Regions from separate parts of the Sus scrofa genome. Here region 1 is linked to region 2. A link is a contact called in public Hi-C data. All regions are on one chromosome and are shown on one strand. Each heading gives the region's core, a stretch centred on a gene start, on an enhancer-like site or on the middle of the called end of the contact. The rest is flanking DNA. Distances are from core to core; before and after follow the strand shown. Region 1 holds the start of ZBTB10 (zinc finger and BTB domain-containing protein 10). Region 2 has its middle 100 kb from the start of ZBTB10.

Region 1 (5,865 bases), core at 1,792-4,291, 100 kb before region 2:
AAGCATAACAGTTTGGGAATGGAAATAACTTTTAAAGTTGAAATAAAAAATGCTTAACTACACTTTATTTCCCATCACCTTAATCCTAGATAAGCAATAACTTCAGTAACTTCCCTCTTTTTATGGAGACGGTAGTGGTGGTTAAAATTGAATACATAATATATTTACTTGCAAAGTGCTTGGAATTTTTAAAAAATGAATTAAGAACAAGGCACAGTATTGTTATAACATTCTTCCATATATTACATAGAAGCACATGATACATACAGTCAAGCAAGCAGAATCCTCTCATTTCTCCAAGGTACAAATTAGTTCAACGTCATAGATTCTACTGTCCTAAACTTTCCAACAACTAAAACAAAGCAGGACAAAACTGTTTAAAATCCACAAACTGTACCAAATCTGAGGACCTATATCGGAATTTCAAGCTTTTTTTTTTTTCTTTTCACAAAATTCTTATTGAAATTTCAAGCTGTTGATCACTGGTGGCCAGATGGCAATGTGATCATTATTTTTTTAAAAAAACCTCCAAGTCAAAATCTTTTTGTGGCAGGTTAGTACCATCATTCTTTACATTAAAATTACATTTCATCTCTAAGGTAGAAGAAGTATTTTTTGTTTGATATACAACACTGCTCATTTCTACAGATACTAACATTACAGTGAATTAAGCGAAAACTGCTTTGAACAAATCTATACACTCAATAATATATATGCCTGGACGTTGCATGCATATGTTTGGTCCATTTAAAAATATGAAGACAAATGATATTTTATAATATGTCTGGGAAAATCCTTTCTTTAAGTTAATTTTGAAAAACATATCTCATTCCATACTCCACATGATATATTTAGAGCTTTAAATACTGTCTATTTTAAAAATAGGAATTTCTGAAGAGTACAATCATAAAATTAGAAAGCCTAAAAATCGTAACACATGCTTTTTATTAAACATATATAACTTCCCATTAATATATGATAGAAAATTAAAGCCTCTAACACTAGATAATCTACAATTGTAGTTTGTATTTCTCATTTTTTCCTATGCACATAATACATACCTCTGATAGTAACATATATCATTTTTCCACTCTTGATAATTATCTTGAACATATTTTATATTAGTTTGTGATTAAACTCTCAATACTTTGTCTTTTAAGTTATTTTTATTTTTTCCATTATAGCTGGTTTACAGTGTTCTGTCAATTTTCTACTGTACAGCAAAGTAACCCAGTCACACATACTTATATACATTCTTCTTCTCACATTATCCTCCATCATGCTCCACTGTGACTAGATGTAGTCCTTTAAGACATTTCTTAGAAGAGTAAAAAGCTCCTCCATTGCTTGAGAATATCTTTTTTACCTGAAATACAGTTGAATAAAAATAATAAAGATTTATTTCACATTTCAAAATAGTAGAGTCTAAACACTTTAAAATTGGCTAGATTTAGCTTATTCGAAATTTTACAAATAGGGGTATAAGGGCTCTAAGTTGGAAAATCTTTCCCTGAAAAACTTGACTATGATTATTACTATGACTTTCATTTCCCGCTCAATCTGTTCTTCTAATCATTCTAAATTCCATATGCAGTGTAAACAGTTAAAAAACAAGTCCTAAAAAGCAATTCCTGTCATACACACGTTCTTCTTCGGAGTCGCACACGGCGTCAGTATAAGCAGACTCCTCCCCACTCCTGGGGAAAACCCTGCCTAATATTTATAACGTTATGACATACTGTAATACTCACAAGGTGGTTGTAGAAGTATAAACACGACTGGGGTTATCTGATTGGCTGCCGGTGATGTAACACCCATGTCAATACTTCCCACTGAACGCACGTGTTCGACCTTTTATTTAAATTTCCATTTCATCACAGCAATAAGACACTCGGGGCGGTGCATTTTCTGTGAAATGATTATTGCCCTGGGCCTGAGGTGCTGCCTCGCGCACACAATGCACCAGACAAGGAGGTGTCCGTGGTTGCAATCTCCTCGCGTGAAAGGCACCGCCTGGTCCAGTCTTTGTGAAGGAACAAAATAAGTTCACTTCCTCGGGCACCGCCGCCCACCCCCAGCAAATGACACGGCTGGAGCGCGGCTCCCACCGCACAGTTTATTTCCAAAGTCCCAGGTGAACTCGTGGCGAGAGAAGGAAAATGTGCCTCCTGGGCGCGGGTAGGTGCGTGCGGGCAGCGGGGAGGCGGCCAGACCCTGACACTCGCCAGCTGTTTGTCCTCCGCGGAGCCCGGCCCCGGCCGCACACGCCCGCCCCCTCCCCGAGACCCCCAGCCCGCCGCCCGGCCTTTTGTCCCCCGCCCCTCGGCCGACTTCCTTCCCCGCGGCCGCACCCCCGCCCCCAGGCCGGAGGCGCGGCCCGGCCCCTTTCCCGGTCCCCTGGCGCCCCCACCCCACCCCAGCCCAGCCCCAAGCCCAGCCCCCCTCCCCCAGCCCGGCCCCCACCCTTTCCCCCTCCAGCGGTTACTGCTACCCCGGTGCATTGTGGGCGCACGGTCCGTTGTTCATTTGCCATTCGACCTCCGCCAGGGCCTGGTCGGACGGAAACGCTCCGCCGGCTTTATTGTCGGTTCGTTATGTGGCGGAGCCCGGCAGTTTAACGTGCCTGTCGCCCTCACCGCCTCGGAAGCCGGCGGCGGCGGCGGCGTCGGGACTCCTCGGCGCGCCGGAGGAAGGATATCTGTTTGCAGGGTCGGTGTGTGCGCGCGGCTTTAAAGAGGGGGCAGCGGAGGGTCTCCCCGCACTCCGCCTCTCAACTTCGAAGGCCCCACGCGCCCGGGCTCGCTGCTCACCTCTCCGCCGCCCGCCCCCTTCTCCGCGCGGGACGCTGCCTGGAGCGCAGCGGGGCGGGGGTGGAGGACGAGGAGGCGGCTGGAGGCGGCGGCCCGGCGGCCGGCGGCGGCGACGGACGCGTGAGGCAGCCCCGGGAACGAGCGCGAGCCGGGCGGCCGGGCGGGAGGGCGAGGCCGAGCCCCGCGAGACCGGAACGCCCGGGGTGGGGGCGGGGGCGAAGCGGAGGGGGAGCGGCGGGGAGCGCGCGGGACGCGGCCCGAGGCCGGGCGCGAGCCGGGGCACCGGGCGGCGGCGGCGGCGCGCGCCATGTCGTTCAGTGAAATGAACCGCAGGACGCTGGCGTTCCGAGGAGGCGGGTTGGTCACCGCCAGCGGTGGCGGCGGCGGCGGCTCCGTGAACAATAACGTTGGCGGGGAGGCCTCGGCTTGGCCCCAGCAGCCCCAGCCCAGACAGCCCCAGCCGCCAGCGCCGCAGCAGCTCAATGGGCGGGGGGCCGACGAGGAAGTGGAATTGGAGGGCCTGGAGCCCCAAGACCTGGAGGCCTCCGCTGGGGCGGCCGCCGCCGCCTCCGAGGAGACCAAGGAGTTGCTGCTCCCCCAAGACGCGGGCGGCCCCACTTCGCTGGGCGGCGGCGGCGCGGGGGGCCCCCTGCTAGCGGAAAGGAACCGTCGGACTCTGGCCTTCCGCGGCGGCGGCGGCGGCGGGGGGCTCGGCAACAATGGCAGTAGCCGCGGCCGCCCCGAGACCTCGGCGTGGCCCCTGAGGCATTTCAATGGGCGAGGGCCGGCGGCCGTGGAGCTGGAGCTGGACGCGCTGGAGGGGAAAGAGTTGATGCCGGACGGCGCGTCCCTGAGCGACAGCACCGAGGACGAAGAGGAGGGGGCGAGCCTGGGCGACGGCAGCGGGGCGGAAGGCGGCAGCTGCAGCAGCAGCAGGCGGTCGGGCGGCGATGGCGGGGACGAAGCGGAGGGCAGCGGTGTGGGAGCTGGCGAAGGAGAGACGGTCCAGCACTTCCCGCTCGCGCGGCCCAAGTCTCTAATGCAGAAGCTCCAGTGCTCCTTCCAGACCGCCTGGCTCAAAGATTTTCCCTGGCTGCGCTATTCCAAGGATACTGGCCTTATGTCTTGCGGCTGGTGCCAAAAGACCCCCGAGGACGGGGCGAGCGGGGACCTGCCTCAAATGGGGCACGACGAGCTTTCGCGAGGGACCCGCAACTACAAGAAAACCCTCCTTCTGAGGCACCACGTCTCTACCGAGCACAAACTCCACGAAGCCAACGCCCAGGTACGGTATACACTGCTGCTACTTTTTCAGTTTGGGGTGGTATGGGGGGGGTTATCAACTAAAAAAAACCAAAAACCTCGAAACCGCTTTCCTGAGTGAAGGCGTCTTTCCTGTTGGGAGAGAGGTGTAGGAATCTTACGGGTGGGGGTTTTGAAAGCCTGGGAACAAGTTTTCGAAAGTTATGGGGGAGGGAGGGGGAGGGGATGACAATTTTTTTCTAATCGCAGCGCTGAATTTGTTGTAACTTTTTTTAAGACTCAGATTCCTTTGCCCATCAGATTGAATCAAAAGGAAAGTTTAATAAAGCGAGGTTGATGGTTTTAACCCTGTAAGGTTGACTTTGTGGTCAAAATGTTATTAGCTGTGATTTTAGAAAAGCTGCTTCATGTTCGCAGTCTTTCAGAGTGCTGGTGGAAGTCAAATGTGGTAACTCTTTGAAGGATGAATTAAACAATATCCTTAACCTCTGACGCTACCCCTTTTAGGAGAACATCCAACCGAGAAAATTCTTTATATGTCAGGGTAATATGAAATATGAGAGCAGTCTGTGAATGCAGAGGAAGCTATTCAGCTAAGACTCCTTTTTTGTGAATAATTTTACTAATTTCATCTCCATTAAACTTCTTGTTGAACTTTTTTTAGCAAAGGCATGCTTATGGTAGTTTTTACTTGTTTTCTTAGATTTCTGTGCTGATATTTTCTATAATCCTTCCTTCTAAAACGTTTCTTATAAATGTAGTTTACTTAGCGTACTAGAAATGTTTAAAGTTATTTGTGCCAAGTAGTTGATTTGGTAGAGAATATATTTACCAAACTCCTTGAAATCATGTGCTCTTAGTTATAGAACAAGTAAGCTATACTTCAGCTCTTTTTAGCTCTTGTTTTAATATTTCTAGTATAAGTCTTAACATTTTGATAATCCCCTTTCAAGCCAAACAGATGTTGATCTGTTCTTCTAAGACTTGAGACAACCTGTGGTGGTGGATGGGATTCATTCTTTTGTATTGCTACCCAATCTTGGGTTTTACAAAGTCACCTTTCAGATACTAGTCCCTTTTTGTGTTTATTGGAGTGGTTTTGCTATTCAGAACATTTATACTGGAGTTAATTAGTAGCACAGAAGTTTCTCAGAAGTTGAGGCTTTAACTTTAAAACGTAAGGTTATTTTTCTCAGGAGGCAGTAGCAACAGTTTTTGCACAAGTTTTAGTTGCCTAAGCCCTAGAAGGAAGGTCACTTAAAGATACAAGGCACAGAAAGGTTAAGTAAATTGTCCCCAGTCTTAACAGTTCGTGGTGATAAATGAGACTAGAGTCTATAAGGAATGTTGCAATGGGGGAAAAAGGGGTTTGAGTAAATCTAGGTTCAGATCTCAGCGTTCTGCAATTACTAGCTTTGTGAGCTTGGGCATCGAAGTGCCAGACTTTCCTTTGACAAACACAGATGTCCCTTACACTGACAAGTAATTATTTTGTTCCCATTTTACAGAAGAGGAGTCTAGAGGCTTTAAAAGTTTATGAATCCTTGAAGTTATTTTAGTAATAATGACAGAGGTTAGAGGGCTTGTGAAAATGGAAGTGTACTTTTCTAAATAATGTAAGTTGTGTATAAAAAAAAATTTAGACAGAGTGAATTTTCCTAATATTCAGTGGACCAGTTACTCTTCTCCTGCATAGTGTCTCCCTGTAGGCAAATCTAATGGGAGTGCAAATTGTAATTAGCTGCTTAGTGAACCTGAAATCAGAGGAGGGGGAATTAGTTGTATAACTTTA
Region 2 (5,789 bases), core at 970-3,469:
TAGTAGATTCGGGTCTGGCAGATTGCTGCTTTCTCTATTTCTAAAGTTGATAACATTATCAGAGGACAAACAAAATAAGAAAATGACTTTAAAAAAGAAGAAAATAGGGAGTTCCCATCGTAGCTCAGTGGAAATGAATCCTACTGGGAACCATGAGGTGGTGGGTTCAATCCCTGGCCTCGTTCAGTAGGTTAAGGATCTGGTGTTGCTGTGAGCTGTGGTGTAGGTCACAGATGAGGCTTGGATCTGATGTGGCTGTGGCCAGCAGCTATAGCTCCGAAAGGACCCCTAGCCTGGGAACCTCCATATGCCATGGGTGTGGCCTTAAAAAGCAAAAAAAGCAAAAAAAAAAAAAAAAAAAAGCCCACAAAAACAAAAAGAAAATAATGATTCATCAATTTAGATGTCTATCTAATGCTAGCGAAATTGGATGAAATTGAGAAGTTCAGTTCATCTATACATAAATACAATCCAGATTTACATTGAGGATTATCCTAGATGAGATTCAAGGGAAGTCTCACCCTTGCAGAGTGAGTGGTCAGGGAGCAAACAAACTGCTCAGTGATGGCTGGTTTGGAGTCTTCATCCCAGCCCTTCTGACTGCAGGAGACAGAATCTGGGCATGTTTTCTGCCCTCTCTAAGCCTGTTCATCCATAAAGTGGCATAATATTAATATTCACTTGCTACCTTTAAGAAGATTAAATAAAATGCTAATATCCATAAATTCCTAGAACACAGTAGCCCGCATAAGATGTTACATACCAACTAGTTGGGAAGCAAAGACGCTATTCATTCTAGTCAAAATAAGTGAGCATTTAGAGTTGTATAGATAGAGTTGGATGTTTGCCTACATTTTCATCTTTTCCTTTTGGTCAAAGATAGAGTTGAAACCAGATGGAATATCGCACGATTACCAATCTACAAGTTTCCCTGTTTCTTTTAGTTTGGTACCTAATTTGGGAATACGTGGGCAGAAGAAACCAAAAATATTCCTTTGAGTAATACCTGAAAACAGGAGTTACAGATTAGGGTTTTCAGCACAAACAACAAAACCAAAGCCCTGGTTATCTACACAGAAAGTGTTCTTTAAGGCTTGAGAGGATTCTTTGACCTTTGCTTTATGAAACAGGGACAATCTTACATTTGATTGGTGAATTTTGTTCCCTGCCTGCAAGCTAAACCTATTTATGGTGAGCACTGTTTTTTCAATTAGGTTTATTTTCATTTTCCCATAGGCCATGTTAGCTGAGAACGCCCCAAAGTTTATTTTTCTTTCCTTTACTTTGTATAATGGATCCAAAACAAAATATATAGCACTTATATCTATTGATTTTCTTCTGAATGCTAACTCTAATTTTTTTTCTTTTTTCACACATTTAATGGCCCGAGGGCTATTCAAAAAATTGCTCTTCAGTGCATAATGGTAGTCCATTTTTGTGGTCAACTCTTAGCAAGGATCGAATCCACTCCACCAGCTTTGAGAAATGTCTTATGCAAGCTGCAGCTCAGCAGATAGTACCTAAGAATGGTGTGTTTGTGACTTGCTTTTCCCAAAATTTTCCAGCCGGATGTCAGAATTCCATCCAGATTGTCAATTTCCAAGCTTAAAACTGGCAAGACTTTCTCTCTAAGAGGCCTCTCGTTTTTTGGGGGGTGGGGGAGATGGGGTGGAGGCGGGGCGGAAGGAAGTCTACTCAAAACAAAGCCCCACATCACCTTTCTAATAGTTTTGTACTAGAAAATATTCCCAGGCTAAAAACACTGGGCGAGAGCGAGTCTTAGCCAAGAATTCTCTTTTTCGGAAGAGCGCGTCGACTTCGAAGCCAGGCTTGCAGCCCTGGGGAAGGAGGGTTTGCACTTCCCGGGAGGACTGCGGACTGCTCTGGGGCTGGGAGCTCTCGGGACAGGGAAGGTCGGCGCAGCTTGAGAGGGGTCGTCTCGGCCGCTCCCGGGACGCTCTCCTGGGCTGGGGTGGGCGGCGGCGACCCCCGCCTTCCGCAGCTCTGGGGGCTCCTCCCCGCGCTCGGCCCCCGGCCCGCCAGGCGCTGTCCCCCCCCGCCCCGCCGCCGGCTCCCGCCCCTCCTCCTTCCTGGAGGCTTGGGGGCTGGAATTTGGCTGCCGAGTTCCCCCGGGCACCGTGCCCTGGAGGGCTGGGCTGGGCGGCCAGGGCCGCGCCCTCCTCCCCTGCTCCCGGTCAGCTCTTTCCTTCCCCGGCTCCGATCCACCCCCGCCACCTCCCATCTTCCCCCTCCCAGATTTCTCCCCTCCCCTTCTCTGCTGCTCCGGGCTTCTTCGGTTCCCCCTCCTCCCTTGCACTCCATCTCCCTGCCCCCCACTCACGCTCCAGCTCCCTTCATTCTTTCCTCCCCTGCGCCTCCTCTCCCAGCTCACCTCCTCCTCGCTCCCGTTCCCCTCCTTTCCTCCTTCCTTGGTCCCCAAGATCCTTGCCCCTCTCCTTCACCCTTCTCTTCTGCTCCCTTCCCTCCTCCTCCACCGTTCCCCCTCTCGTCCTTTCTCCTAGCTCCCCTCCCTCCTTCCTCCCGGGTTCCTCCCTTGAACCCCTCCTCCCGCCTCTCCCTTACCCCTCTCTCGTGCTCCCCTCCTTTGCTCCTCCTGCTGGTTAGCAGAGCTCCCACGCGGTTGCTATGGAGGCGGCCGCGGCGGCTTGCCGCCCGCCGGGACCTGCCCTGGGGCCCCAGGGACCGTGCAGTGACTCTGCCCAAGGCTCTCGAGCCTCGCCCCCTTGGGGCCCGGGAACAAAGCGCGCCCTCCCCCATCTCGGGAGTGCGCGCTGAGACCTTTCAGGCGCCGGAGTCCGGGAGGTTTAAGACCACCGCGAATCTGCTGGGCCCCCAACCTCTGTGGACTGGACCCCTGGGGTCGGGCTGACAGCTGCTCTCTACCGAGCTACCTAGTGGCCCTTCGATGATCACTCTCGCTCTCCCCATTCCCACTCCCTTCCTGGAGGTGTCACTGGGGCCGGGGGACAGCCAGATGGCCCCATTTAACAGGACTGTCCCCTTTTGTTGGGGGCCGAAGCAGCATCCAGGCCAATTTACATTGGAAAATGGGGTTTGTGTCCCCAATTCAGTGCAGTGCCCCGACAGCTGGTGGTTCTGTCATCTTGTCAGGACCCCACAGCGTGATGTTTAAATTGGCTTTATGTGTGCAGATGTGTGAGCGTGAATAGCAATTGATTGGGAACCGGTAGCTCTTAGGTCTGGCTTGGAGAAACTCAGAGTTCACAGAGGAAATTTTATCAGCCTGGGCACAGCCTAAGTTCATAGGATGGAAAAATCTTGCTGAACACTTCTGATGCTCCCTTACTTCCTGCTTATCCTTTGGTCCAGAAATCTTAAAAGCCAAATAGTTCAGATCTGAGGAGGATTTTGAAATTCTTACTATTTAAATGTTGGTCATTGTCGAAGTTGTAAGGCTAAATATAAACCGGTATGAGAATGGCTAGGACTTAAAAAAAAATTGCAGATGAAAAATCAAATCTAATTTATTTTACTCAACTGCTTTAACTCAGCTGGTTTGTGCCTGGTGGGTGCTAGAGTCTGCAGCAGGCTGAAAGTTATCATTAGGTTGGAATCAGTAGCTTAAAAGTGTACTTAAATGATAGACTGTTAGAACAGGGAGGAACTTCAATTTTTACTTTACCAGTGAGGAATTGGAATCTCAGCGAGGTTAAGGGATTTAGACCATACAGATCTTGGAATATGATTTCAACTGTTCACATCTATAAAAGACAAAGAAAAGGGAAACCTGAAGAGAGTAGATTTGAAAGATACCTTAATCAGAGTTCCCTCTGTGGCTGAACGGGATCTGCGGCATCTCTGGAGTTCTGGGACTCGGGTTTAGGTTCCATCCCTGGCCTGGCACTGTGGGTTAAGGATCCCACAGCTGGCATAATAGGTCGAAACTGTGGCTTGGATCTGATCCCTGGCCCAGGAAGTCCATATGCCTAAGGGTGGCCACAAAAAAAAAAAAAAAAAAAAAAAAAAAAAAAGTACCTCAATTAAGATGTTTTCAAAGCTTTCCACCAGTCTGCTGGAGCCACCAACAGGTAACTCCCTAGAAGACAAGGAATTGAGAAGAATTTTTTTCCCTTTGCCTTAACACCTTCATCAGCTTTAGCTAGAGTCTGTATTGCAGCCAGTTCTAACCACTAGAATCTTCCCAAACCCTGAACAGAAACTTGTGACTTGGTTTCTATCAGAGAACTCGTTTTGTGATGAGATAGAAAGGGCATGATTAGAATTTGTATGAAAGGGGAAATCAAAGCTGAGCTGGAACACCCTGGTCCCATTTTCAGGCAGGAGGACAAAATGACTCCCTTGCTAGAAGGCAGGGTGGCTCACTTGGAAAGACTGATTTCCACAGTACAGCCATACTGGTAACTTTCATAACCATTGAAGAGAATGCTAGAAACGTGGTCTCCTCACTTTGGGGAGTGTGGTGGAAGAGTTCTTTCAGCTAAAATTGCCAATAGAAGACCTTTATTGGCTAAAACCTCTGCCTTTAAACCTGAAGTGACTGTGCAAAATTAGGAGAGCTTGCTTCTGGGGAAGATTTTAATAGAGCTATAGCAAACCACAGGATGCCACATAAAAAGAATACGAGTTCACACGTTCAAAGAAAGAACAAGAATGTACAACTGGATTCGAACTGGAAATGCTGTTAATTTCTGCTCTGCTTCTCATACCAGACAAGGTAGCAATTTTGTTCTGCCTCCCATTGGCTTGGGCCCACGTGGGAAGGAGGAGAGTGCCAAATATGTAATAAGGATGAACATGACCTCTCAATTCTTGGAAAGAGAGTGTTTTTTAGAATTACTAATTACGTGTTATCTTTAAAAAAATTGTATACAAGCAAATTATTTGAAATTAACACCCCCATCACTACCATACACATATGCCCTTATCTCTATATGGCTTTATTCTTTAGAACTTTTTTTTTTTTTTTTTTGGCTGTACCCACAGTGTGCAGAAGTTTCCAAGTCAGGGACAGAACTTTCATCACTGCAGTAGATGCTGGATTCTTAACCCTCTGAGCCACCAGGGAACTCCTTCTCTTTAGTGCTTGTATTGATTAGTTATTGAGGTATAAAAAACAACCCCAAAACTCAACACCAAAGCAGCAATCATTTATTATCATAGCTCATGCATCTGTGGGTTGGCAGGAGGTCAGCTCCTCTAGCCTGGGCATATTGGGTGGCTCTGTTCATGTCCAATCGGCTTTTATACATGCATCTAAGGGTCTCCTGGGTTCTGCTTTAGACTGAGTTTGGAAGAGAAAGCTTAGCTGGAACAGCTTGGCCCCACAGCTTTTATGCTTCTCCTGGGACCAGCAGACTAGCTTGGGCTTCTCCCCATGGCAACGACACAGGAGCAAAAAGGGCATTGGAGTCATGAAGGGCTCTTGAGGTCTATGTCTCTGGAGTCAGGAGCTGGCACACCGTCACTTCTACCTCATTCTGTTGGGCAGATCAGGTCACATGGCCAGACTCAAAATCAAGGAGCAGGGAAAAAGGCCAGCTTACTGCAGGAAACTTGACAAAGGGAATGAATAGAGGGAGGGTAAAGAATTGGGGCCATGGGAGTTCCCCTGTCATGGCTCAGCAGAAACGCATCTAACTAGTATCCATGAGGACGCAGGTTCGATCACTGGCCTCACTCAGTGGGTTAAGGATCCCACATTGCCAGTGAGCTGTGGTGTAGGAAGCAGATGTGGCTCTGATCTGGCATTGCTGTGGCTGTGGCTGTGGCTGTGGCGTAGGCCCATG

What was found. Hi-C and Micro-C count contacts between places; a contact is called where the count stands out from the background.
Region 1: a Hi-C map of embryonic fibroblasts shows a contact between it and region 2, with 6 times the contacts expected there. The contact joins the promoter of ZBTB10 here to the enhancer-like site in region 2. A contact is called at or near these places in 1 of 5 promoter capture datasets (liver), 17 of 47 Hi-C or Micro-C datasets (alveolar macrophages, embryonic fibroblasts, epiblast stem cells and 7 more) and 1 of 2 datasets of contacts at active chromatin or transcription factors (skeletal muscle).

Annotation. Positions count from the first base shown.
Region 1 is chr4:56,171,513-56,177,377 of Sscrofa11.1, reverse strand. ZBTB10 (zinc finger and BTB domain-containing protein 10) reads left to right here and starts at 3,041. Exons shown (of 6, transcript XM_005663005.3): 1 at 3,041-4,095. The coding sequence starts at 3,118. LOC110260268 (a long non-coding RNA gene) reads right to left here and starts at 2,343. Exons shown (of 2, transcript XR_002343237.1): 1 at 1,752-2,343; 2 at 145-1,366.
Region 2 is chr4:56,068,526-56,074,314 of Sscrofa11.1, reverse strand. No RefSeq gene overlaps it. Among named protein-coding and RNA genes, the nearest start is that of ZBTB10, 100 kb to the left of the region's middle. Within about 2 kb of position 2,219, at least 54 of the 83 cell types and tissues checked have an H3K27ac peak or open chromatin away from gene starts, as enhancers often do. A contact at or near this core is called in embryonic fibroblasts, fetal liver, liver and 1 more, where this site is marked.